4 separate regions of the Mus musculus genome follow, and all the other regions are linked to region 3. Evidence: chromatin contacts called from public HiChIP or PLAC-seq data. All regions are on one chromosome and are shown on one strand. Each heading gives the region's core, a stretch centred on a gene start, on an enhancer-like site or on the middle of the called end of the contact. The rest is flanking DNA. Distances are from core to core; before and after follow the strand shown. Region 1 overlaps Mgat5 (mannoside acetylglucosaminyltransferase 5). Region 2 overlaps Mgat5 (mannoside acetylglucosaminyltransferase 5). Region 3 overlaps Mgat5 (mannoside acetylglucosaminyltransferase 5). Region 4 overlaps Mgat5 (mannoside acetylglucosaminyltransferase 5).

Region 1 (6,711 bases), core at 2,464-4,963, 95 kb after region 3:
TTCACTGGTATTTGGGCCGCCTTCAGTGGCTAGCCCGTTCTGCCTGCCTGGATGCCTGACACCCTCTTTGTAGGTGTGGCTGCTTACCGTGGTTAAGACTCCAAAACCACCTGGTCAGGGGTGTAGCTTAGAAGGAGAGAGTTTAGTTAGCTGGCAGGCGGAGCTGGGTTTAACTCCCAGAACCATAAACCCAATTGCAAAATGAGCAAGTAAGAAAACAAGACCTAAGCTGCTTCCCGGTGGCAATTCTACTTTGAAGTGTTTGTCCGTTTGCTTTTGTCTCTCGCGCTACACCATCGGGGTTATAGTGTGACACGCAGTGCTCTCCTTGCAGGTGCATGCTCCGGGTGCTAGACTCCTTTGGAACAGAACCTGAGTTCAATCATGCGAGCTATGCCCAGTCAAAAGGCCACAAGACCCCCTGGGGAAAGTGGAATCTGAACCCGCAGCAGTTTTACACCATGTTCCGTGAGTATTCCTGGGTGGACCCTGCCTTTCAGAAAGCTACCGGAGGCAGGCGCAAAGGTTAATTAGATAATCATTTATCTGGGCTTGCGAGTCTCAGAACCCTTATCTGAAAAAGTATGTGCCTTTGAAATTTTTCCTTGGGAATACTTTTTTTTTTTCAGTAATTGGAATTGAAAGCCCTCATAAACTTTTTGTGAAGAGATTTAGAAATGTCCTAGAGAAGAGTGTTCAGTACAAGTTACCAGTAGAAGCCACATGGGAAAGGCTGCAGATCACCTCCAAATGAGCAGTTACTAAGCATATCCCAGCATCGTATCCATGTTGCTAAGGGGACGTTACGTCCGGGAAAGGAATAAGGTCTTCCATGTCAACCCGCTCTTTCCACACAGTTCAATCGTAATCATTTGAGCATGAGCATTTTTTTTTTTTTTGAGACAGGATTTTCTGTGTAGCCCTGGCTGTCCTGGAACTCAATCTATAGACCAGGCTGTCCTCAAACTCACAGAGATCTGTCTGCCTCTGTCTCCCGAGTACTAGGATTAAAGGTGTGAGCCACCACTGCCTGACTGAGCAGGAAACTTTTAAAAGAAAAGGTAATCTCAGAGCTGGGGAGATGGCTTGGCACTTGCCCTGTGAGTTCTGATCTCCAGAACATGTAGAAATGCCAAGGAAGAATAGTGGTGTGCCCGCAGTTCCAGCCCCATCCCCCACCCTTCCTCTCCCCTCCACCCCCACCCCCAGCCAAGTGGGTGGAGATGGCACTGCCAGAGTCAACAAACCAGTGTGTTCTGGTTCAAGTGATAGGCTGCCTGAGCATACAAAGTGGAGAACCACTGAACGAGATACATGACATAAACCTCTCGCCTCTACCTGCACAGATGCATACATATACCCACATGTGGGAATATACATGCATAGCACACACGCGCATGCCTTTTCTGAATGAGGACTATTTTAAATACAGTCTCATGTTTTGCTGGCTGCCTAGCTACTGAGCTCAGACTACTTTGCCGCCCTTGCTGGTGTTTGTGTGGCATTTAATAAGCGTGTGCAGTGAAGGCTTTTTCTGTGTGGTCCAGAGAATGACTTACAGTAGCTATAGTGTTAGTTTCAAATGAGTGACTTTATTGAGCATGTAGCAAGCAAAAGTTTAAAAAAAAAAAAAAAAAACCAAAAGGCAGGTAGATTGTAAAACATCAACTTGGAGACTTACACAGTATCCAGTAGACAACTGCAGTAACCTGATAGAACAAGCGGGTGTGGTCATCGAATTGGGTCTTCAGCACCCCATAGAAATTGGCTGAGGAAGAAACGATTCTGCGGGGGCCTTGACCAAGAGCCTCAACACAGTTACCTCACAGCTGCCAGTTCCCACCTGAGACATTTTTATGCACAGAATAGACAGTAGCCTTGACTGGAAAGGGCTCCCACTCTGGCTCTCCTCGAGGCATGATACCAGGTTGTCTTGCCAGTCTCCTTTCTCTGCCATAGGGTCACAGGGCCAGCTTCTTCTTAGACATGTTTGGGTCTGAAGGGGGAGATTACTACCTTGCTTCCAGAGCCAACCTCTCTCTGGGACAGTCTGTGATCATCCATCGACATAATGGATGGGTGTTACAGATTGTGTTTGGACCGATGCACTCCCTGGCACTGCTGCTGGGCTCGGAGAGGTCTCCATGAGAGCCATTTCCTGTCACCTCTGTTTCCTGCTGTTGCTCTCCATTTCCCTACTTTTGCTTTATTTCTAATTAGCCATAGATTGTAAAACCAAGTACCCAAGTACTATACTAGACAGTGTTTGTGCTAGTAAGTTATGATTAAGTCCCCATGGCACAGGAAGGCTCTATTGTTGAAATGTAAGAATTAGTGAATAAAACCATTGATTTGAAGGCTAAGGATAGAGAGCTCTCCCTTTCCAAAGTTATCAGTATGACATCATCTAGATGTTTCCATGCTAAAACAAATTTCTGAAATGTCAGTCTTAATTGTTTGAGCCAAGGCCCTATAAATGCTTAAGCTATTTTTCCCTTTCCTGGCTGTCCTTCAATTCCTTACATAGCTGCCCAGAGGTGACCCATTGTTGGGTTCCCTACATATCTCAGTGAACATGTTAGACTAGTCCTTGGGAATTAGGTCTGGGGAAAAAAAGAATTAAAAAGGATATCCAGCTGGCAAGGTGGCCATTTTAAAAATCAACTCATGTTTATGGACTGGGGAGAAACCTCCGTTGCTAGAGTGCTTGAGAAGGTCTGAGTTGGATCCCTACGACTCCTGGGAAAGGTTAGGTGTGATGGTGTGTAGTTGTAATCCCAGCGCTGGGGAGGAGGAGAGATGGGTGAATGCTGGAAGATCACTAGCCAGTCAGCCTAGCCCACTCAGTCTTTAAAAAGTTGATGGTGCCTAAGGAGTGATGCCCGACATTATCCCCTGACCTCTTTGTGCATGGGTACACACACACACACACACACACACACACACACACACACACACACACGTACACACAAAATCTGACAAAGAGAGAGTTAGACAGAGACAGAGAAAGAGACAAAGGGAGACAGAAAGAGAGAGACAGTGGCAAGGAGGGACAAAGAGAGGGGGTGGGGAAGAGAGTTGCCAGTCTAATTGTTCTTTTGAGCCCAGAGAGTTTGGCGAGAGTATGCTGTATGTATGATAGACATTATCATTTTTGGAGTTATATTGTCCTGTTATTGCCACCTGTCCCAGGGGCACAGTTCAGGGAACAAACTAATATTTGGCACACCAGGTAACAGATGGCTGTCAGCATGGCAAGGCATGATTAAAGTCTGCCTGGGGTTTGACTTTGCTATGAAATCCTGAATATGGAAAGAAGTGCCAGCCAATCAACTAAGCAGGGACCTATGTCAGGACCAGGGGGTAAAACTTGAGCTTGCATAAACTTTCAGGGACACGATGGCAGTCACCTTGTGCTCTGCCCCAGAGCAGAGATGGAGTTTTCTCCGACTTGAAGAGTGGGACGCAGCCCCATGCAAACCTGCTGGGATTATGTGGATGAAGGCTTTCCTTCAAGTGAAAGAAGTTCTCTGTTTAAAGTGTAGTGAAAGCCAGAAACAGAGAATACTTTCTCTTAACCTGGAAGAAGGATACAGTTCCTGGTTTCAACTGAGACGGGGGAGGTGGGGGGGAGAGTTGACACAGTTGAATGCCTTTTAAGAAAAGAACCCACAGAGCAGAACATTGCCAACCACCCGAAACCCTGAGAGCAAACAGTGCAGAGGAGAATGTTTACATGGTTATTTGAGACTGTCAGAGGGATGCAAAGGAGCCAAGAGATCTGTACACAAGAAAGGCATATTTACGGCGTTGATGTGGAGACCTCGGGTGATCTTCGGGCTGAAGAGGGTATTAGTGAAGTCATAAAAATGAAATATTGGCCTGGGGATGGCTCCATGGGTAAAGGATTCACCATGCAAGCCCGAGGACCTGAGTTTGATCCCAGTAACTCAAGTAAAAAGCCAGGCATGTTGGTACAAGCCTGGAGTCCCCGCACTGGGGGAGGGAAGGAGGCAGAGAAAGGGGAATCCTTCGGGTTTATTGGCCAGTCTGCTCAGCTTCAGGTTGATGAAGACACCCTGTCTCCAGAAAACCAGGTAGATGGTACCCAAGGAATGGCATCCAAAGTCATCTTCTGACTTCCATACATAACCTACTTCTCACACACACACACACACACGCCTGCACACACGCACGCACACTTATACACCACCACCATCCACCACACCCCATCACACACAAATGTTTTCAACTCTGTGCTTTGAAAAGGACCAAAAGTTCAGCCAGCCTGATGAGGGTCATAAGAATGCAAGCCTTCAGACCAGGGTTTCCCAAACATCATTTTCCATATTAAAGAACCTCCTTCTAGAGAAAGTCAGATTGCTGATGTGAAGTAGGGAAGGCAAGGGAGACAGGAAGGACCACAGGGGTGGTATCAGGAGTTCAGTGGATTCTCAACCAGCATCAAAAGAACACTGGCTACAGTGGGCTCAAGTCAAATGAATGAAAAACAGTCTGTGGGGCTGGGCATGCAGCTCAGTCAGGAGAGTGCTCACCCAACATGCACAAAGCCCTGGGTTCCATCCCAGGGCCACATTAACAGGGTGTGGTGCTGCACACGGTAATCTCAGCGCTCAGGAGGTGGAGGCAGGAGGATGAAATGGTCACAATTACTTGGCTACTTGGCAAGTTCAAGATTAGCATGAGATACATGTGACCCTGTCTTAAAAGGGAAAAAGAAAAAAGCAGTTGATGAGTTCTGAGTGATGTGATGATATGCCAAGCAAGATGTAGTGGGTCACCTTTGCAAGTTGCTAGGATACCATCTCATCCTACTGAATAATAAAGGGGGAAGAGCCCAGCTTTGATCTTCCTGCCTTCCTAGCACAAATTATGTTTGAAGATAATCAAATGGTTGATGATAAGAAACTGTTCATAATGGGGAAACAGCGCTGCAAATTCAGGCAGAATGACGGATTAGGGAATGAGCATCCTCAAACTCTTAATGAGAACTCAGATCCTGTGATCGTCGGCCACCGCGGTGAAACCCATGAGGTAACAAGTTGATGGAGAACTTTGCACAGACAGGGCTCTCTCCAACACAGGAAATATGGAAATAAGCTGGGAAATGAGGCACTGTGAGGCATTCATCATGTCAAGGCATGCCAGGGCTGGGGACTTGGCAATAGAAAGCCATGTCTGTACCTTACTCTCCAGTCTCAGCCCTTAGTGACCTCCAATCCCCTGGTCAAGAGGGTCCCTTTCTCCCTATGTGACAAGACCAGCGTGTTGGGCAGCTATGGCTTGTCTGGTGATCTACATTTGAAGACTCTTTCTTTGAACAGAGAAGAGAAATGCCAAAATGTGTCGGGGTATTTTTTTTTCCCTTTTAATTATTTTTTTAAATAGGCTCTCATGTATTCCAGGCTGGCTTTGAGCTCACTGTGTAGCCAAGGATGACCTTGAACTCCTGATCCTCCTGGAGAGATGGAACTGTAACCTGGAGCTGTGAGCCAGGCAAACCCTCTCCTCCCCTGTGTGGCTCTGGCCAGCATATTTGATTGCAGCAACAGAATTGACACTAAATTCATCACCATGTTTTTTTTTCTCATGAACATTTTTATATTTTTAGTTATACATACTAAAATTTTGCATTTCATTATTTTTTGCCTACATATGTATTTGGTGTGTGTGTGTGTGTGTGTGTGTGTGTGTGTGTGTGTGTGTGTGTGTATGGACAAGCATGTGGAGGCCAAAGATTTGTGTGTTGTTTGTTTGTTTGTTTGTTTGTTTTTCAAGACAGGGTTTCTCTGTGTAGCCCTGGCTGTCCTGGAACTCTGTAGACAAGGCTGGCCTCAAACTCAGAGATTCACCTGCCTCAGCCTCCCAAGTGTTGGATCCTTGAGAGATTTGTGCCTCCACCCAACTAGCTGAAGATTTAACATCAGGAGTCCTCCTCAGTGCTCTCTACCTTATTCATCCAGGCAGGGGAGTGGTCTCTCCATTTTCTGTTTCCATCCTGGGACTGGCATTCTGGTCCTTGTGTTATGACCTTTATCGATAACCCATGTTCTCAGCCTCCCCTTACAATTTTTTCTACTTCATGAATCACATTGCCTTTGAATCTTCAACACTACCAGTATTTCCAGTGCTAGTCAAGAATCTATTTAAATAACATTTTTGTGCTCTGCATCTCAATGGTTATCTCGTTTTCTCAAAAGAACCAACTATATCCATCTCTAGGTGTCCCGATTCACTCTGTTTGGCCACTGTTTCTTTCTGTGTCTGCCTTCCGTCTCCTGCAAATGCATTTGCTGTAAACTCCTGAAGGCAAGATCTCGATCTCTCTGTCTCTCTGTCTCTGTCTCTGTCTCTCTTTTACCTTCTCTGTTTCAAACATGGTATATCATACCTGTGTAAATGATGAAAAGATATTTACCCACCCAAAGTGAAATAGATACGTTATTTAAAGAAGCCACCTAAAAAAGGAAACCCCCAGATTGGTGACTTGCACATTTCTCAACTCTTGTTTGGATAGTTCTAATTAGCTCATAGTACCATTCACTATGTCATCTGGCTTCTGTAAAGATGGCCAGGGTTTAAAAAAAAAAAATCATTTTATATCATTGAATTCCCTGCCCCCATCTTTCCCTGGAGACTGTGGCTTATAGTAGTAATAGCATCAATAGAGACTGCTCCCACCCACCTCAG
Region 2 (6,671 bases), core at 1,954-4,453, 75 kb after region 3:
AACTCAGAGATCAACCTGCTTCTGCCTCCAGAGCACTGGGATTAACTATGTCTGCTACTATGCCTGGTGGTTGGTTCTGATCGTGTGTGTTACCTGGAAAGGGTAGCATGAGATCCTGCCTGGTGTCAGCCATACACTAGGATAAAACAGCCTCGTCTACATTAGCAAGAGAGGAGACCAAAACTGAGGCTCTGTCCATAGAAACGAGCACTGGCCCAGAGAGAGCAGGCCCTTAAGGACTGCAGGTTGCACCTTCCCAGCCTCTCCTGTTAGTGTTGACAGCGTCCTGCTTCCTCCTTTCACCTCCCTCCAGCCCTCTGGGCATCTGTCAGCAGCTTCTTTTTCCTTGAGTGCAACGACTCTTCGATACTGTGGATCTTGAAAAAAAAAACCAGCCTGACCCAGTTAGAACTTTTAGGAACTCATACTGTTTTGATTCACCAGCCTCCTGACAAAACCGAAAAAACCTATTCAGTTCACAGAGGTCTAAATCACCAGGAGGTATGTCAAAATTGTTTTATTTTATGTCTCATCTCTAAAGAAAGCGATGTATAGAGCCCTGTCCTCTGAATATCCATTAGTGTTCCGAGGTTCCGGGCCAGCAAGGCTTCTCTGTCTTGCTCTGCCGCCTCTTCATCTTGCAGCCTGTGGCTAGTGCACTGAAGAGATTAGTTTGTGTCTAAAGAGTTTGCCTTCAGCTTGAACGTGATCTAAGAGCTGCTACTGCCTTATCGAGTCCCGGATGTGTTACCATGAGTTCAGACGGTTTTCCATCTTGCGTTGTGTGCACCTGTTTGTGAGTGTGTACCTGTCTGAGTTGTGAGCCAGGAGGTGGCATGTTCCTGTCACTCTCCACCTTAGTTTTTGGGACGGGATTTCTCGCTGAAACTAGAGCTTGCTGATTCAGCTAGACTGGCTAGGATGCCTCCTGTCGGTACCTTCTCTGCACTGATGTCACAGGCACATACTGACTGACACACCGGGATACGTAACATGAGCTCCAGGGATCAAACTCAGGACCTCACCCATGAGTAGCAAAGCTTTTTAGCCACCGAGCTGTCTCCCAAATCCTGTTTCCAATTGTTTACCGTGGTAAACTCCAGGCTGCCTTTGATGAGTTGTTGCTTCTGAGAGGACTGTGTGCCTGTAAGATTGGAGAGGTAAAGGAGAATGAGCTGCAGTGGCCTCTGCACTGAGGGCCACATGCAGTGAAAAGCCACAACTGAGATGTGTGGCCGAGGCAGCCATGGTGGAGATGTCTGGAGGCAGCCATAGGAACCAGGGACTCTGGGAGCCAGCCTGAGAGGAGCTCTTCCGAACAGTTCCTGTCAACGCAACTCCTATGAGTCAGGGAGTGGGCTCCTCCTGGGGTCAGCTTCATTGATAGGCTGTTACACTGGTGGGCCAAGCTCATTAAGTGACACTGGATGCATCAGATAGAAACTGTAGTTACGTATCAGGAGGTAGAGTTGTCAGCTACAAGCAGTTTCCCTGCATGTTCATTGTGGTGCTTTTATTTAGGAAAGTGTTGCCCTGTGGAAGACAGTTTGCTCATTTCTTGAGTTATTACCAGCTCTGGCCTTCCTCCAATCCTGGTAATCCTCTGAGGTTCCAGGGAAAGGAAAAAAAAATTTTTTTTGTTTTCCCTCTTATTCCCACAGGATAATTGGTTTACATATAATTTAATTATTCCATCAACTAGTTATCCCATCCTTGCGGTGGAAAACAACCTCAGCCCACTCTCCCTTTGTGGGTTAAGGTCTTTATCTATTTTTCCACCATTCCAATCTCATGCAGAGCTGAAATTTCTGCCTAAAAGCTCAATTGGACCACTCTATTTTCCATATTTGCAGAGATGTCCTTGGAGGCAGCAAAGGAGTAGCTAGTGATTTAGAGAAAGAAGAACTAAGAAAAACGGTCAGCTCACAAAAGGAATTACAGCCTTGAGAGTTCTCAAGTGAAGTCCTATTCTAAATCACCTTGGACTGACTATGTTTTCATCAGAGTGAGACCTGAGGGTGGAGGGATGTGAGGGAGGGCATTAGCCATATCCGGGCACACCACAGTTGGTGGTGGTTTTCTTTATTCCTCGTCTTGCTTCATCTTTTCCTATTATATTCTTCATGGGGAGATATTTTTTTCTTATCCTGACAGGTTCCTATATAGGCTTCACTTATCCAGGGACTGTGGAGATGTCCTGTCAGTCAGGCATCTGCTGCTCACACAGGAGGATCTGAGCTGGGCTCTCCAGCACCTACATAAGCCGCTGACTCCAGGGCCTGCACCTGCAGCGCTAGAGCAGGGCAGGCAAAACAGGTGGCTCCCTAGAGCTTGCTGCCCGGCTGAATGAATGAGCCCCAGGTTCACTTACAGAAAGAAAAGGGGGGAGGGGGAGGGAGGGGGAGGGAGGGAAGGAGAGAGAGAGAGGGAGAGAGAGAGAGAGAGAGAGAGAGAGAGAGAGAGAGAGAGAGAGGATGAAGAGTAATGGAGGAAAACATCCAACATCAACTTCTATCATCTGCATGCATGCACATGTGCACACATCTACATATACAGACACACAAACAGGGAAACATACATATATCACATAACAAAGACAATTCAAGTGGGTGAGGATAAAAGTAATTTTTAAAAATGAACTTAGTTGTGTATTTATTTGTAAGGGTTCTTGACATCATGCTGTGTGTGTGTGTGTGTGTGTGTGTGTACATACATAACACTTACATGCATGGCTGAAGGTCTAGCAGTCAAGCCCAGGACCCATCTGAAGCTTTTGTATTATAAATCTGCTTCGTAGGGATGTTTTATTGAGTCCATTTACTAAAACTGAATTGGTGCCAAGTGAATCAGTCTGGCCCAAGAGCAGGAAGCACGGATGTGTGTGGCGTCCCTGGGACTGGCTGAAACGCTGGGCTTAGTCAGGCTGCTCTTCTGCTCCCTTTTCCTGAGCGGTGGAGCTGTGTCTGGTGCCTTTCGTAGTCACCCTGGTGAAGGTCCACGGTGATTTAAGCCGTGGGCCTCAGGCAGCTTAGTATTCTCTCTTTTTATGAGTGAAGGCATTGCACTTTCCCCAGGGGGAGAGTTTCTGAGTAAGCGCGGTCACTCACAAACAGTCACCCAAGTCTAATTTTACTCCACAAGAAGGGGGAATCTTGCACTTTCCCTGCCACCCCTGAAGCCTTGCTGCCCTGAGCTCAGCTGCTTTCTCACCAACAGCAGATGGCTTTATGCAAATATGGCCAGTTATTTTCGGTCACAGTAAATACCACCTCGCATTATGAGTAACTTCTAGATTACTGAAACTGACATGTTTCTTTGAAAACCTACCCAAACCTGAAAGACAGATTTTCTTTTTTTTCTGATTGATCTGCCAACCCAAAAGACTACAGTTCCCCTGAGTCAGTGACTTCCTAAACGATGCTCCTCTGTAAAATCTTACCTGCCGCCCTAACTGAAGAACAGTGATTTCTGGTGCCAGTTCTTGAGCCATCCTTAGTGATGTTGTATGAGTTAATAAAGGGATAACCATGCCAGCACTGAGATTTTGTAGCTATTTTAGATAAAGAGGCCAAATGTCAGAGTCACCCAATGGATTTCTTGTTTTTCCTTTCCTAGAATTTTTTATTTTAATTTTGCATGTGAGATCAGCTCCCTTGGAAGCCAGAAGAAGGGGTCAGATCCCCTGGAGCAGGGGTTCCAGGTAGTTGTGAGCTGCCCCATGTGGGTGATGGGAGAACTGAGCTGTGTCCTTTGTGAGTTCTTCAGTCTCTCTTAACATCTGAGCCATGCCTTGAGCTCCTTCCTAACAATGATTGCTTAATAATTGCTAATTGCTAATCAATAATTATTAATCAACTATTATTAATTAATCAATTATTAATCTCTGGTAGCTTTTCTTGAAGAAATATATATAAGCCCAGTCTTTCTCCTCCTTCCTTTCTTCCTCCCCCCAACAGTCAGGTGTGTTCAGCCTGTGCCTGTAAGCCACAGATGCTCAAGAGAACTGTGAATGCAAGCTCACACAAAATTATAGACTTGCTTAAAGCATTATGGAGTGTGTGTGTGTGTGTGTGTGTGTACTTTGTAGTTGCCTTAATGTTAGAAGGTTGGACACAGCTTGTGTGCAGACAGACCCTTCTGTGGAAGAACTCTTGTAAGATCACTGAATAGATATGTAATCCATTTCTATTTTGCTGTTGTTAGAGACAGGGTCTCTTGTAGTTCAAGCTGGCCTAGAACTTGTTATATAGCCTAGAACATCTGATCTACCTGCTGTCACAACCTGGGTACTGGCATGACCAGTGTGAGCCACCAGTCCTGCATTACCCATCTTATTTCTTGAGGCAGTGTCAGGCAAATACCCAGAAAACAAACCTTGACTAATTAGCATTAAACTATGGTTTGCATTCCTGATCCTCAAAGCAGAGAATAATTTTTTTTGGCCTGAATGCCATCTGTTCCCTTTAGACACACCTGAGCTGATCACAAATCATCTGTGTCCACTTGCTGAAGGGTACACGGTGACTCCTTCACACTGCCATGCCCCTGCATAAGTGTTCAAATCTTTTAACCTCTTGACAGAGGACACTTCTTCCCTCTTATGGAAGAGTAGGGATTAGTTGAGGAAGAAGTCACTCCCTGTAACATAGAACAGGTTCTTAAGACCTTGGCTGAAGGTTTCTGCACCTTAGAGGGCACCTACATCTGGCAGGAGTTTGGTTCCTATCTGGATAATAATATCCCGTATAAACACCATGTTCCTTGTGCGTTGGAAGTGGTTCTCAGCCCTCTTCTTAGCCGTTTGTGTCCACTGAAAGATGAACCAATATACTTAGTGTTTCTGATTTATCTCTTTCAGGTTGAAAATTGGTGTCCTCGTTTACCTTGGAGAGCAAAAAATCCCTATGAAGAAGCTGATCATAACTCATTGGTAAATGACTTTGGAACTCTTCTTCCACTTGTGCGTTTAGGTCTGATGTTAAGTGAGATACACACAGCACCTTTTGGAAGTGCCAGCTGAAATCTCAAGTCTAGCTGGCCAAATCATACACCGGTTAACGTAGATTTATTTATTGAGCAATTCTCTGAAGGTCCCTAATGAATGGGGCCACAGAGAGGAATGGGCTTCAGTGCCAGATGTGGAGGCCTTGGGTGATCTAATGAGGGGGCTGGCGGTAAATAATGACCAGGCCTGTCACTAGGCTCTAGCGCCTGCTAAGGAAGATTAATGAGGAAGGATGGTCTCAGCTGCGGAGGTCAAGGGAGATTCCATAGAGAAGATGATGAGCTGAATTTAAAAGGACAAGTCGTGTTCTCTGTGCCATTGGGAGAGAGGCATGTCTCCATGGGGAGTCCGTCTTTCATATCATACTGCAAGGTTGGGTGGGCAGGGTCAGAGGTTTGAAGATACAATTAGGAAAATAGGAGGGGACTCCAGAGACCTTTCGATGCTATCTTGAAAGCTGGGGCATTTTCTTTAGACTATAGGTCAGCAAATCCTTCGTTATTTTTTTAATGTTTTGATTTGCATGCATATGTTCTTTTCTGCATGGGTTTATGTACACCATGTATGTGTCGGGGCCCACAGAGGCATGAGGAGAGCATCAAATCACAGATGCACATAGGTGCTGGGAGCTGCACACCACTCTCCTGCCAGAGCAGGCAGCACCCTTAACCACCGAGTCTCCTCTCTAATTAACCCAAAGCAGGCACTTCCTATAAAGGGGCCAATAGGGGTAGAGTGCATACCTAGCATGTCAGAAGCCCTGCGTTCAGTCTGCAACACGGTGGACACTGGACATGGTGGGCCATGCCGCTAATCCCAGTGTTTGGGAGGTGGAGGCAGGAGAATTAGAAGTCATGGTCATCCTTGGCTACATAAGAGAGTTCAAGGCCATCTTGGGCTACCAGAGACCCCATCATGTGCAAAATAATAGGACTAGTGAGATTGGCTCAGCAAGTAAAGGCACCTGCTGCCAAGCCTACAGACCAAAGTTTGGTTCCTGAGGACCCACATGGTTCACAAAGAGAGGCAATGAAGATTAGACAATGATCATTCATTTCTCATCTTATTCTGGAGCAAAGGAGGCCCCCTGGTGACCTCAGAGTGTTGGCTGGCAGGTTGGAGCCAGGGATACTTTTTTCTTAGTGGTCAGCTGCTTAGCAGACAACTCCAAGACACAAGTGCACTTAGACACAGGGAGTTTGTAGGTGCATCGTGTATGCTAATTGTGAGAACTGGACGTCAGCAGAGCTCTGGCTTCCTTTCTCGGTCTCTGATCTCTTAATGATGCCCCCTGTAACAACACATCAGCAGTCAGGGGCCATCGTTTCAACTTGCAGCCCTAGCAACTCTTGCTTATTAAAGTATTTTAATTATACTCATTTTATGTGTGTATGCATGTGTATATGGGCATGTGCTTGCCAGGATGACCATGTAGAGACCAGAGGACAACTTAGAAGAGTCGATTCTCTTCCTTCCACCGTGCGGGTCCTAGGGATTGAACTCAGGTCATCCTCAGGCTGTGGAACAAGAGCCTGTCCCTGCTCAGCCATCTTGCCGGCACCCACCCTCGGTACAGAGTAAAGATGGGCTTTTGAAATCCTGGATTTAATTGACTCTCAGGTTTAAAAACGAAATCATTTTGCTTCCTACTTTTTAATCTTCTGCT
Region 3 (6,302 bases), core at 2,332-4,831:
GCACCTTTACTGCTTAACCATCTATCTCCTTGGCTTCCTATGGTTTTGAGCTAGGATCCCTCACGTTCCCTGAGCTTAGCCATTTGGCTAGGCCGGCTAGGGAGTGAGCCCTTAGGGTCACTTATCTCCACTTTTCTGTGCTAGAATCATCACATGTACCGCTGCTCCCTGCTTTTTACTGTGAGTTCTGGGGAATCCAGTATAGATCCTAATGCTTGCAAAACCATCTGAGCCATCTCCCCTGCATCAGAATCCCTTATCTTTGGAACCTCACAGAGCCTATAGCAAAGTTGAAGCAAGACTGTGCTAATGAACAATAGATAAGGTTCCCCCCCCCCAAAAAAAAAATTCCCCTTTGCTACTCTGGGGACCTGGGAGAATTTATGCAGGAGGTGAGGTCAAGTCAAGACACTGGAGATGAGGGTGTGGGTTTCAAAGCTAACACAGACAAGCACAGATGGTTTCAGAAATTCTGAATGTTATTGGAGAGAATGAAGATAAAGGCAGGTCTCTTAGCCAAGGTTAAAGATAGACAGGAAGAGGTTGAGATAGTAACACAGTTGTGAAAGAAGCATGAACTTGCCTGGGTTAGAGCAGGTGGTCGCTTGCAAACTGTATGATGTCTGCAGTGTGCAGTGTTGACCGGTAGGACTCTGGGCTGGTGTTGACTTCACAGCTGAGTGAATGAGTATCTCTAGCTTTAACCATGCTCTCTAGGGCCAGGGGCTGATATAAGAGATGGGACCTTCAGGGACATTAGGCAGCTGTTTGGAGGACTTGCTTGATCAGTGTGGTTCTCACTGCTAAGGGCTGGGCAGTTTCTGAAATGCCCTCACCCTACACCCTAATAGCCTCTGCCAGGCAAGGTATGCCAGGAGCCACCAGGATCAAGGCTATGGGGTTGATGCTGGGGTGCTAAGAGTGGCCACATCTGGGAAACCGGAGACAAATGGCAGCATGAACGTTCTGTTGCTAAGCCTATGGTCAGCCCTTCGTGATGATACAGTGTGGTCATTTCTGGACCATGGAAGATGGGGACAGAGGCTGCTGTAGACCCAAGAGGCCTATTTGCTGCTGTAAATAGAGCTCCACACCCACCTTAGGATTTGGGGAGGGGGGGACTCTAATTTTCTGATCATTGTTGGTCTGAATTCTTTCTATTGCATGCCAGTTACTGCTGATCATCAAGTCCTTCCCTGAGACCAAGACTGAGGGTGCTCTTCTAAGGCCTCTCTTTATCCCACTCATACTCTGAGATATGAGAGTGTATCCTAGGTGAGACCCCTGAAGTCAGAACTTCTGTCTTCCTAATGGGAATCATGGTAGTGAATTCTAACATGATTCTCTTTGTGTTTTGACAGAGTTTCTGTTATTGCATATTTTTGCGTTCTATGAGAGCATTGTTCCTGGAAATCCTATAGTTGCTTATGATTAGAACCATCAGGTGCTCTGAATTTCCTTTAAGGCTGTGGACTCCAAATGTGTACCTCTCTAGGTGTCTTGATTCTTTTCCTGGACAAAGCCTGGCTCACCATCTGTCATGTTGGGGAGGTCAGGGTGTCAGAAACCTAAAGCAGCCAGTCACAGTCCCACCCACAGTTAGGGGCAGAGAGCAATGGATGCCAGCTCATTTCCTCCATTTTATACAGTTGAGGTTTCACCCATAGTTAAGAAGCATCTTCTCACATTGATCACTGTGTGAGATAATCCTCCGGAGGCCCAGCTCCTGGGTGATTGTACATCTTGCACTCTGTGGTGTGAAGTGTTGACCGTGGGACTCTGGGCTGGTGCTGACTTCACTGCGGGATGAATAAATATCTCTAGCTTTGACCATGCTCTCGAGGGCCAGGGGCCAGTGTGTTGACAGTGAAAAGAAGCCTCTCACTGAGCCAGAATAATTTCAACTAGGCTGTCGTAGTCTTTTCTTCTGTCTCTTTTTGTTTCTTTCTTTCTTTGTTTCTACTTACTATGTATGCGTGTGTCATGTGCATGTAGGGCATACGTGTTCATTTAACCCCCAGAACATAACATCCTGGTGGTTCTGATCTTTCCAAAGCAAAAGGTCAGAAGCCTTCGACCTTCTGTCAGAGCCCTAGGCTTTGCTGTAGTTCTTGCTCTTGCCTTTCCTGTGACTTAAACCCTGTTAAGGCCTTCATCAACCTCTCCAGTAGGCTCAAGTGAGAAAGGAGAGTGGGTGGGACTTCCTGTCTGCAAGGTTAGAGGTAACTGTGTCATCAGTTCAAGATATGTCCTAAAATAGTCAAAGAAAATTACCAGAAGGCCCCCTCTTGGGTATGGCACCCAAATAACATGGCTTGGAAAAGTCCCCTCAGATCTGAGGTGAATATAAGGGTAGGTTATCTAGAAGGAAATGTTCGTTCATATACTGGGGGAGTGGTTTTCAAAGTATTAGCCTCATGAGGCAGGGAGCTCCATCTTGTTCACGCTTAGTCCCCAGGGCGCGGGGAGGGGGAGGCAGCAAGTACTAAGAATGTGTGTGTACTTTCAAACCACATGGAGAAAGGAATGATGGAGGATCCCATTCTGTCGGCCACCATTTGGAAGGCCTCAATACAGTGCCACCGTTCCTCCAAGACATGGCCATGTAGCCATCAGAGTTTTTAATGGGTATGGGTGTTTTGCCTGTGTGTTTGTCTGTGTATCGTATGTGTATACCTGGTACCCTTGGAGGTCAGAAGAGGCTATCAGACGAGTTTTTGTCACTGTCTGCCTGTTTTACTTAATTTCCTTCTGTCTTTGTTTATTTCTTTGTTTCTTTTTTTCTTTCTTTCTACTTATTTTGTATGTGTGTGTCCTGTGTGGGTAGGGCATACGGGTTTAAATGTGTACAGCACACAGTATGCATGTGAAGACCCAAGCTTGCCGTCATCCTACACTAGATTTATTGTGGCAGAGTCTCTCAGTTGAACTCAGAGCCTGCCAATTTGTTTAATCTTCGCTAACCAGCGTGCTTAGGGATCGCCTTTCTCGGTCTCCAAAGTGCTGGGGTATAGGTGGTTTGCCTACCCAGCTGTACATGTCTGGTCCTATTCTTGCACAGAACATAAAGTCTTTACCCACTGAGGCATCTGGCAGATTTCCCTTTTGGGGGGCGGTGGGGGGAGGGGGTGGGGGCGGGGAGCAGGGACAGGATCACTTGTAAGCTATTCTGCCTGAATTCCCCATGTAACCAAGGAGAACCTTGAATTCCTGATCCTCCTGCCTCCACCTACTAATGGGCATTCCGGGCCTTTACACATGCTAGGAAGTATTATACTGACTGAGCTATATCCCCAGGCCTGGTCATTGATTTGCTCTGGGCATACTTCATCAGCCCATCTGCAACTTCTCCTCAGGCCCTCCTTGCTAAGAAGCCCCAATATAGGGAACCCTGGGCCTGTCTGCTGCTATCAGGTGTTGCACCTTCATATTGAAACTCTGCCCTGGAACTTTTCATTTTTCCTCTCTCAGTGAAAGTGAAAACCACAGAGAAGCAGGCACTCAGTGCCTTGGGCTCCCTGTGCAGCAGGCAGGCGAGCCTGTGGGGTGCAGCTTTTACTCCAGATAGCTAAGGCAAGGACCTGGGTGGTGGGGGTGAAACTTGGTGGTAGAACAGATACTGAAAGTGCGCTCTGGTTTTGAGCTCAGACACCTCCAACAAAAAGCTAGAATGAAAGGATACCAGCTGTGCCTCTGGCCTGTTTCTACCTCGGTGCTTGGGAATGGCACCTGCCAGAGTAATTTAGCCTGAAACAAGGATGGTGAAGTCCAGCCGTGCTTAAATAACACAGGACCATCCCCTGTATCCTTAACACTCTCTGACGGCACATCCTCTTTCTTGAACACCTCTGAAGCTGCACGTACAAACTTTGCTTCAAGCACGTAATAATGACTTCCTAAGCTCAAGGTACACAAGCATTAAGTACCAAGTTGTCACAGGACTCTGCCCACCACCCGCCCCACCACACACACACACACACACACACACACACACACACAGACGGTATTTTTTGCTGACATTTGGTGACATATCCTTCTACCTCCTCTGTACCTTGCAAAACAAGGTTCTCGTTTTGAACTAGGTCTAGAAGCGGACCAGCCCTCGAACGCCTGTGTCCACACGCTCAGATGCGTGCTTCCCTCAGTGGATTTGTACGGCTTTCTGTTGCTGTACCAGACTTCTCATCTGGGCTCCCAGGTCCTGACTCTCAGCCAAAAAAAAAAAAAAAAAGTGTTGACTCAGCACATTAAGCCACGCCCGAGCTTGGGGAGCTACCTCAGTACAATTACAGATCCTGATGGTTGTGTTTTGTTTCGACCCACGTTGCTAACTGTCATCCTCCTCCTCCTCCTCCACAGCAGAATGGAAGCCCAGCAAGGAAACCAGCTGACTCAGGAGCCGGAGTGAGAGCCACGCACTCTCCGCCCCAACCTGCACCATGAACTTGCCTTCCCCTTCTGCTTGTTGAGAGCCAAGGGAATGGTACATTGCTAGAGAGAGATGGCTTTCTTTTCTCCCTGGAAGTTGTCCTCTCAGAAGCTGGGCTTTTTCCTGGTGACTTTCGGCTTCATCTGGGGCATGATGCTTCTGCACTTCACCATCCAGCAGCGGACTCAGCCCGAGAGCAGCTCCATGTTACGGGAGCAGATCCTTGACCTCAGCAAGAGGTACATTAAGGCACTGGCAGAGGAGAACAGGGACGTGGTGGATGGCCCCTACGCTGGTGTCATGACAGCCTATGGTGAGTGAGGGGACGTGGAGGGATGAGGTGCCCCCACTGAGCATGCCCCAGAAGTTCCCACATGTGGGCTTTGCTATGTTTTCCTGGGCAGTGGTTGCGGTTCGTTTTGTATGTTAACATTTTCATATGTGTATTTCTATATGTGACTGTGGGTGAGCCTGGGCCAGAAATCAGTGGATAACCTCAGCTGTGAGTCCTTACATTTTTACCTTGCCTGCAGCAGAATCTCTTGTTGGCAGCTGCATGCCAGGCTAGCTGCCTCCTCAACTTCTGAGGGATTATCTTGTCCCTGCCTTCCATCTCTGTACAGGCACACTGGGATTCTATATGCAGGCTGCCGTGTTTGGCTCGATATGGATTCAGTGGATCTGAACTCAGGTCCTTACACTTGTCCAACAAGCCCTTTAACCCACAGAGCCAACTCCCCAGCCCATAGCTGTATTTCTAGAAAGGTAAAGCTGTACCCTTTGTGGGACTCCTATATACACAGACACCCCAGACCTGCCACTCAGAGCACCAGAGCTCTCTCTGGCTTGCATTTATAGCCAGTCCCCACTCTGTCAACTTATTTCTAGGTTCTGCTCACAGGAGTGTGTTCAGAGAGTGCAAACAAACATTTTCATTATCTGTCCTTAAACAAAATGTAATTAGCTCCAGTGGGGAGGAGGATGTCTCGGATGCCGTTAAGGTCAGTGTTGAGCTAATGAACTGCCCCGAACCATTAATGTTTGATTTTCCAGACTTTATTGCTTTTGTCTTTAACTGTGCTCAACTCATTGCTCATTTCAGGAACCTCGTGTTTTTGAAAATAACACACGAGGGCTGGAAATAGTGCTTAGCTTGCCTGGCATGCTTGGTTGGATCTGGGCATGGCGGCACATGCCTGAAACCCCAGCATGGTGGTGCTATTGGCAGGAAGATCAGATGTTCAGGGCCATCCTCATCTACCTAGGATGTTTGATGTTGGCCTGGCTATATGAGGCACTATACACACACAAACACACACACACACACACACACACACACACACACATATAACTTTAGATATATATAAAATGATGTATGTGAAATTTATCTTCCTTTTTTAGTAAGAGCTATGCTTAATTTAGAAAAAAATTGAAGGCAGGAAAACAAAAGAGAAAAATCACATAAAAGTGTCCTCTGAGCAATATACACAATTAGCATTTAGTGTATAACTTTGCAATAGATTTTTTTCTGTCTTATTCATTATTATTATTATTGTTGTCATCTGTGCATTTCCATTCATGTTTCTGTGTGCATGCACCACTGCACACAGTGGAGCCCAGAGGGCAGCCTTTAGGAGCTGGTTCCCTCTTTCCACCACACAGGGATGGAACTCTGGTCTGGCTTGCATGGCAAGTGCCTGTACTCACTGAGCCATCTCGCATGACCCAGACGGTGCCAGAGTGCACATACTGACACTTAAAATAAACATCGCAAGTGGAATTCGGGCCATAGCGTCGTAGAGATTCTGCTTCCAGGATGTGCTGTGGTCACAGAGGGTTCCGAATGACCTGGTTTTCTAGGGGGTGAGCTCTT
Region 4 (6,271 bases), core at 2,253-4,752, 80 kb before region 3:
TCCAGAAGTGTTTCACTGTAGAACTACCGTAAGCTTCCACCTTTTAATTTTAGTGGAGACGAATTGGACACAATTCTGTTCAAGTGCTGGTTATTTATTCATTAGATTCCAGCCAAGCACTCGCTCGCTCCACCCCCCCTCGATCTGTGTGTGTGTCTGTGTCTGTGTATGTCTGTGTGATGTAATAGAGTCCATTAGGGGAAGAGTTAGAGGAATTGCAATCCTGACTTACAAGTACCTCTCTGGCAACTATGTTTCTAAATGAGGGTGGTATTGTTGCAGAGCATAATACCATCTGGAGACATTAATCAGGAACTTTTGCAGTTAAAATTTATTTTGGGGCGGCAGGTAACAGTCTCCGTTCAGACCTTATTGGGCCCCTAAAGGCCACAATTCTTTGCTGCCTGTCTTTTTCAAGATGGTTCTGTTATTTATGTCCCATGGCTAAGGGATGGATGGGCAGAAGCTGAGACAGGAAGGACTTCAGAATGCTCTGGCCAAGATAGCTCTTTAGAATTTGAAATGCCAGGCAAAACATGGCCACTGATCTGTCTATGTATTGTTGAGACTCGAGTCAGAAGAAACGAACTAAAACTACAGCATGAATAGCTGAGAGGAGAGGGGCGGTTGGACTCTTTGACGTTAGAGGACGTCTGCCTGAGTATTTTATTTTTTAAATAGTGTGTGTGTGTGTGTGTGTGTGTGTGTGTGCATGCGTGCGCGTGCACGTGTGCATGTATGTGTACAGCATGTGTTGATAGGTCAGGGAGTCTCATTCCTACTCTTAAAGCAGGGCCTCTCTCGTTTCGGCCACTCTGCTTACTCCAGTAGAGCTAGCCTGAGACCTCCTGGGTGACTTTCCTGCCTCTCCCACCTCTCCCCTCACAGAGAGGATTGCACTGGGATTACACTACAGAGCATCACACCTGGTTCTTCACAGGGGCTCCAAGGACTGAACTGTGGTCACTTTACCTTCGGAGCTAGTTCCCTAGTCCCTCTCTTGAGCATTGCTAAGGCTACATACATACCAAGTTCATGGCCAGTCTGGACTATATCAGCATGTATAAAAAAAAAAAGGCTGAGGTAAGAAAGCCACATTCACACCAATCCGTTCTGTGGGACCTACCCCAGTTCTGTGAGGCCTAACCTACTCCCGAGGCACAGCATTAGTCTTCCCTGAAGATGGAGCCCCCATGACTCTTATATCTCCAGCTAGACCTTATATTGTGAAGATTCTGTAACTCCCCACCACTGTACCGGGAACCGAGCTTCTAGCACACAGAGCGTTGGGGGCCTGGCAAGGTGAAGCAGATCGGGAGTCAGATGGTCACGTGAGTTGAACATCAACTGCTGCTGGCCATTCTGCAAGGCCTCTGAAGACCCCATGGGAAAATGTTCCCATCTTCGTGTTTACCAACCTCAGGCTAGAATTTAGCAATTTCTTCACTTTTGGTTTTGCTTTTTTGAGACAGGGTCTCTGATAGCCCAGGCTAGCCTCCTCTCTACGTAGTTAAGGATGACCTTAAACTTCTGATCCTTTTACTCCACAACAGGAACGGCAGGATAACTGCATGTACTGCCATTCTCGGTGGACGGGTGCTGGCATAGAACCCCAGGGCCTAGTTAGTGCTTGCTAGGTGACTGTTTTTGCCAGCTGAGCCCCGGTCCCCGCTCAGATTCCTTCACTCTTTGTACATCGACCTGCAAAACTACAGTAGTGTAAGTGCCGTTTGCAACTTTGTCAGCCGCAGATAGCCAATATTTTCAGTAAGTAAGCAGCGATCTTAGTCCTGTTGGGCCTGCTGCTCACCAGTGTGACTGGATGTGTTAATAAACAAGCATGTGTACCTCTTTATCACAATTAAAAGCAGATTTTAGCTGGGGAATACAGCTCAATTGGTAGAGTGCTTCCCTGGCATGTGTGAGGCTCTGGATTAGATCCCAAATACTGGGGAAGATAAAAAAAAAAAGAGATGAAAAATATTTTAGTAACCGAGTGTAATTGATTTACTCTCGGTAAATCAATCTTGCATCCTATAGATTTCGTGTGTTTTGAAAGGTCCTTCTGTGGGGGCTGGGGATGAAACTCAGTATTTGCTAGGGAACTTGCCTAGCATGTGTGCAGAGCTCTGGGCTCGATCCCTAGCACTCTATAGCCTGGGCAGTGCTGGCTCTTCTAGTTTCCCTCTGTGACCAACACAATAACCAATAGCAACGTAGGAGAAGAAAGGGTTTATTTTATCCTAAAAGTCACAGTTCATCCTTGAGAGAAGTCTTGGTAAGAGCTCAAGCAGGAAATTGGAGCTGAAACCATGGAGGAATGTTGCTTGCTGACTTGTTTAGGCCCACGCTTGGCTGTCTTTCTTCTATGGCCTAAGACTTCCTGCCTAGTGAATGGTACCGCCCACAGCGAGCTAGGCCCTCCTGTATCAGTTAACAACTATGATGGTCCTCCAGAGACATGTCCACAGATCAATCAGGTCTTGGTAATCCCTCATTTGAGACTCCTTTCTCAGATGAGTTTAGGTACTGTCATGCTCACAGTTAAAGCTAATAGAATACTTGTACACGTATACAGTCTCAGCTTTCGGGAGGTGGAGACACTAGGATCAGGAGATCTGTGTCACCCTCAGCTACATAGAGTTCAAGGACATTGATACACATTGAGACTCTACCACAGGGGGGAAAAATCCTCTACTGAGGGGTCAGTCTACTTTTAAGTCCATCAGAGGCCTACTGGAGAAATCCTAGAGAATTTTATGGGCATAGACACTGCCCAGCCAACTGTTCCCTGTCACTGGGATTTGGCCCTCTCAGTCCTACTCAGAGCTATCAGCGAAAGGCCTGGAGTGGGTGTGAGGTCAGTTCCACTTGCTCAAGGAGTTGAACGGAACCCATGCTGACGGTTCCATCATGTGAGGAGGAAGTTTCCCAGAACATTTCTCCTGCCAGGCTTGAACAACTTGCACCGGATACATGGTGATTTTAAAATGAAAACATGTAGGTTTTCTGACTCCTCAACAGAATTGTGACTGTCTGCTTCCGATTTTAGTGAGGAATACTCAGACTTTGTATAGGGTAAATCCCTATATTCAGGTTAACCCCTTTTCCACACATCCTTTGTCTCAATGTTAATGGAATTAGCAACACACACACACACACACACACACCCCTTTATGAAATACTTCATTGAGGGAGATTAAAAATGCATTATATACATTAGGAAATGGTTAAAGAATTTAAAAACAAAAAACCAAATACATACCTTGTTGCCCAAGACTTGTTTCAAAAATGACTATGGAGAACAGAGCACTTTTCTTTTAACCACAAGGCTTAGGGGCAAGGCCATATCCCATGAGTGAGAACTTGGGTGTAGGTCCACACAGAGCTCCAGGGAAATGTTTCCTCCTGGTTGCCAGTTAGCCACCAACTGAGTCCAGCCTCTGAGGTGCTGGGTTTTCACGATAAGTGGATTTCTAGGAGTGTGTCATTTAGAAACTTCTCTTTGCCACAGGAGATCTTCCTGAGCTGTTCTAGATACTTCTCTCAGTAGGAAGTGACTTTGCTACAGCCCAATGCTGTTTGCTGTTCATTAGACACAGAGCCATTGCTGAGCCATGAGCATCTTTAACTCCTCAGCTTCTAAGCTGGTATTTAGAGTTTGGTAAGGAATGATCTTCATGCGCCTAACACTGATACCCCAAGCAGCCACATTTAATGGTTATAGCAATAGCAGTTTTTTTTTCCTTAAATTTTTCTTTATGACTGAGTGCCGTGGTATGCATACGGAGGTCCAAGAACAACCGCTGAGACTTGGTTCCTGGTACTGATAACTTAATAACTCAGGTTATCAAGCTTGTGCCTTCTCGCCTTCCCCTTGCTCCCCATTGCCTCTGGTCTCATGCTGTGCAGGCTGGTCTTGAACTCACTGCATAAGGGAGGATGACTTTGAACTCCTGATCCTCCTGCTTCTACCTCCTGAGGGCTGCAGTTACAGCTTTGCACCACCATGCCTGGTTTACGCAGTGCTGGAGACTAAACCCAGGACTCTGCATGCAAGGCAAGCACTCTACCAACTGAGCCACATCCCCAGACCCAGTTTCTCAGTATTTCAAAAAATATTGGGGTTGAATAGTCACACATTTCCCCTTCGTAGTCCTATGGGTTTAGTTACCAATGGAATTCTCGTTGAGTATAAGCTCGCTCTCTTCTGGAAGGAATGGTCGCATTTATTATTGTTGTTGTTGTTATTATTGAATTATTTTTACCATGTATTTCAGACATAAAGAGAACATGTGTGTATTTAGCACGTTTATCTGTTATGTAACAGTGTTACTTAAGTGTTGCTGTTAAGGGAGGATTCTTTTATTGATTGACAGGTTCATGTATATGCCTGCAAGTCCCCATGAGCCTGATTTTGTGTGTGTGTGTGTGTGTGTATGCACATTCATTTGTGTATTTGGGTACAGGTATTGTGCAGGTGTGTGCACTTTGTGGGGCCCAGAGTCCGACCTTGATCACCGTTCCTCAGGCACTATGCAGTTCATACTTGTGAGACAAGTTCACTCACTGAACCCAGAGCTCACCCAGCCGGCTAGTCTGACTGCTGAGTCCCAAGGATCCCCCTGTCTCTACTTCCCCAGTCCTGGGATTGCAGACCCATGTCATTAGCTCTGGTTTCTTTGGTTGTGGACTCTGAGGCTCCAACTCAGGTTTTTGTGTTTGCGTGGCAAGACATTTCCTGGCTGAGATATCTCCCTACTCTCCCCGTTAGGTTAGTGTCTCATGTGAGGAGTATCTAAGGTTCTTTCACTGAGCAGCTCACGTCTGTCAGGAGCTCTATATACCTAGCCCTCATTGGCTTGAGAAAGCAAGACATTCAGCAGATACATTGATTAAAGAGTGATTTTTTTTTTTTTTTAGTCTTGTATGTGTTCATGTGTGTGAAGGCAGGTACACTCCTGAAAGCAAGGTAACCCATGGGGAATCAGTCAGCTCGCTCCTTTGACCTTTGACCTTGCTTGCAGTATTCTCTCATTCGCCACTCCATTCTCCAGGACAGCTGTCCCACAAGCCTCCAGGCCTTCCTCTGTCCTCTGCCTTCCGTTCTGTCACTGGAGCTGGGATCACAGATTCACACATAGCTCCAGGCTTCATGTTCGTGCTGCTGATGCAAACTCAAGTCCTCACACATGTGTGGCAGTGCTTTATTCACTCAACTGTCTTCTCAGGACCAGTGAATTTACTTCACAGGCTGGTTTGAATGAGAATGGACTCCCCCAACCCCCATTATCTGGGTCATTACCTTAAAAAGCAAGATAAGAATTCAAAACAAAACCCAACATTGTATGAGACCCAAGAGTGGAGTTGATCTCTAGTGTTATGTTCTAAGTCATGACATGGAGGCAGAGGTTTAAGAAGAGTAGCCTGTTAAAACTTGATTCACACCTATAATTGAACATCTAGTGTTGGGACAGAAACTAAAATGTCCCTACTGGGGACTTAGAGCAAGCAGGTGGACTGGGACAGTTGAGCTGTGTGGACCTTTTTGTCTTTGACTTTGAGGGCTATGGCTTGGCCTTCCACAGCCAGACTCATGGGGGCCTTTTGAGCCTTAGCACTCAAAATACTGAGCACCCCTCCTCCAAAGTATGAAGAATATAACTTCTGGTCATAGAGGAGTCCTGTCCTGTAAAGGTCCCCAAGTGGGCTGTGGCAAGCTCCAGGATCACCCCTGCTCTGTGAAACTGATTCCAGGCAGAGCACAGCCAGCTCTGGTCCTCTTTGTGGAGGGCCATGTTTTCTCTGGAAACATGGGAGCCACCAATCAGAAGACAGAAAAGAAAGTGTGGGTAGAGGAGGGGCGGAAGTAGAAATGAGAAAAAAGGGCAGGGTGGTGGCTCACAGTAGCTGTGACCAGGGGGCACTGGAAGCCACAGAACATCTGTGTGGCCATGGGTAACCCAGGGCTGTCTTGATTAGGTCTTAAGACTTAAGTGAGACATCATATGACCCCTGGGGCTGCTGTGTTCTCTACCACACTGTTCTGCCACAGTGGGCAAGTTGGGCCACATGATAGATACCAGTATGACTTCTTGCTTTGAAAGTCTTGGATTCCAACTGAGGAACAGCCTGGGGGGTGTGTGTGGCATCTCTACATTTACAGAGGGGCTTTTGTGGCGGCAGGCCTGGGCACCCTACTCACAGCCAGGGCAGGGCCCATGATAAACAGTCTCCTGACTCTGGGAGCAGAGATGAGATGATTCCAAAG

The links. HiChIP or PLAC-seq counts read pairs in DNA pulled down with a chosen protein or histone mark.
Region 1: a RAD21 HiChIP or PLAC-seq map of pro-B cells shows a contact between it and region 3, with 3 times the contacts expected there. The contact joins two enhancer-like sites. A contact is called at or near these places in 1 of 15 datasets of contacts at CTCF or cohesin (pro-B cells), 6 of 484 Hi-C or Micro-C datasets (the 63-12 cell line, B cells, embryonic stem cells and 2 more), 3 of 115 datasets of contacts at active chromatin or transcription factors (double positive thymocytes, embryonic stem cells and large pre-B cells) and 2 of 9 other capture datasets (adipose tissue and pancreatic islet).
Region 2: a RAD21 HiChIP or PLAC-seq map of pro-B cells shows a contact between it and region 3, with 4 times the contacts expected there. The contact joins two enhancer-like sites. A contact is called at or near these places in 1 of 39 promoter capture datasets (pre-B cells), 2 of 15 datasets of contacts at CTCF or cohesin (CD8 T cells and pro-B cells), 4 of 484 Hi-C or Micro-C datasets (B cells, the N1E-115 cell line, embryonic stem cells and 1 more), 3 of 115 datasets of contacts at active chromatin or transcription factors (CD8 T cells, Th17 cells and fibro-adipogenic progenitors) and 1 of 9 other capture datasets (adipose tissue).
Region 4: a contact with region 3 is called in a BATF HiChIP or PLAC-seq map of CD8 T cells, with 21 read pairs. The contact joins two enhancer-like sites. A contact is called at or near these places in 1 of 15 datasets of contacts at CTCF or cohesin (CD8 T cells), 32 of 484 Hi-C or Micro-C datasets (the 63-12 cell line, B cells, CD4 T cells and 22 more), 7 of 115 datasets of contacts at active chromatin or transcription factors (CD8 T cells, the HPC-7 cell line, double positive thymocytes and 4 more) and 3 of 9 other capture datasets (adipose tissue, liver and pancreatic islet).

What each region holds. Positions count from the first base shown.
Region 1 is chr1:127,397,173-127,403,883 of GRCm38.p6, forward strand. Mgat5 (mannoside acetylglucosaminyltransferase 5) reads left to right here. Exons shown (of 18, transcript NM_145128.3): 11 at 335-468. All of the region lies in intron 5 of Gm51746 (a long non-coding RNA gene), which reads right to left. Among named protein-coding and RNA genes, the nearest start is that of Gm23734, 25 kb to the left of the region's middle. Within about 2 kb of position 3,714, at least 24 of the 459 cell types and tissues checked have an H3K27ac peak or open chromatin away from gene starts, as enhancers often do. A contact at or near this core is called in pro-B cells, where this site is marked.
Region 2 is chr1:127,378,063-127,384,733 of GRCm38.p6, forward strand. It overlaps Mgat5 (mannoside acetylglucosaminyltransferase 5), which reads left to right. Exons shown (of 18, transcript NM_145128.3): 7 at 4,859-4,930. Among named protein-coding and RNA genes, the nearest start is that of Gm23734, 6.3 kb to the left of the region's middle. Within about 2 kb of position 3,204, at least 56 of the 459 cell types and tissues checked have an H3K27ac peak or open chromatin away from gene starts, as enhancers often do. A contact at or near this core is called in pro-B cells, where this site is marked.
Region 3 is chr1:127,302,275-127,308,576 of GRCm38.p6, forward strand. It overlaps Mgat5 (mannoside acetylglucosaminyltransferase 5), which reads left to right. Exons shown (of 18, transcript NM_145128.3): 3 at 4,360-4,742. The coding sequence starts at 4,502. Among named protein-coding and RNA genes, the nearest start is that of Gm51747, 5.1 kb to the left of the region's middle. Within about 2 kb of position 3,582, at least 56 of the 459 cell types and tissues checked have an H3K27ac peak or open chromatin away from gene starts, as enhancers often do. A contact at or near this core is called in CD8 T cells, Th2 cells, pro-B cells and 1 more, where this site is marked.
Region 4 is chr1:127,222,384-127,228,654 of GRCm38.p6, forward strand. The region is part of intron 1 of Mgat5 (mannoside acetylglucosaminyltransferase 5); the gene reads left to right. Among named protein-coding and RNA genes, the nearest start is that of Mgat5, 21 kb to the left of the region's middle. Within about 2 kb of position 3,503, at least 31 of the 459 cell types and tissues checked have an H3K27ac peak or open chromatin away from gene starts, as enhancers often do. A contact at or near this core is called in CD8 T cells, Th2 cells and regulatory T cells, where this site is marked.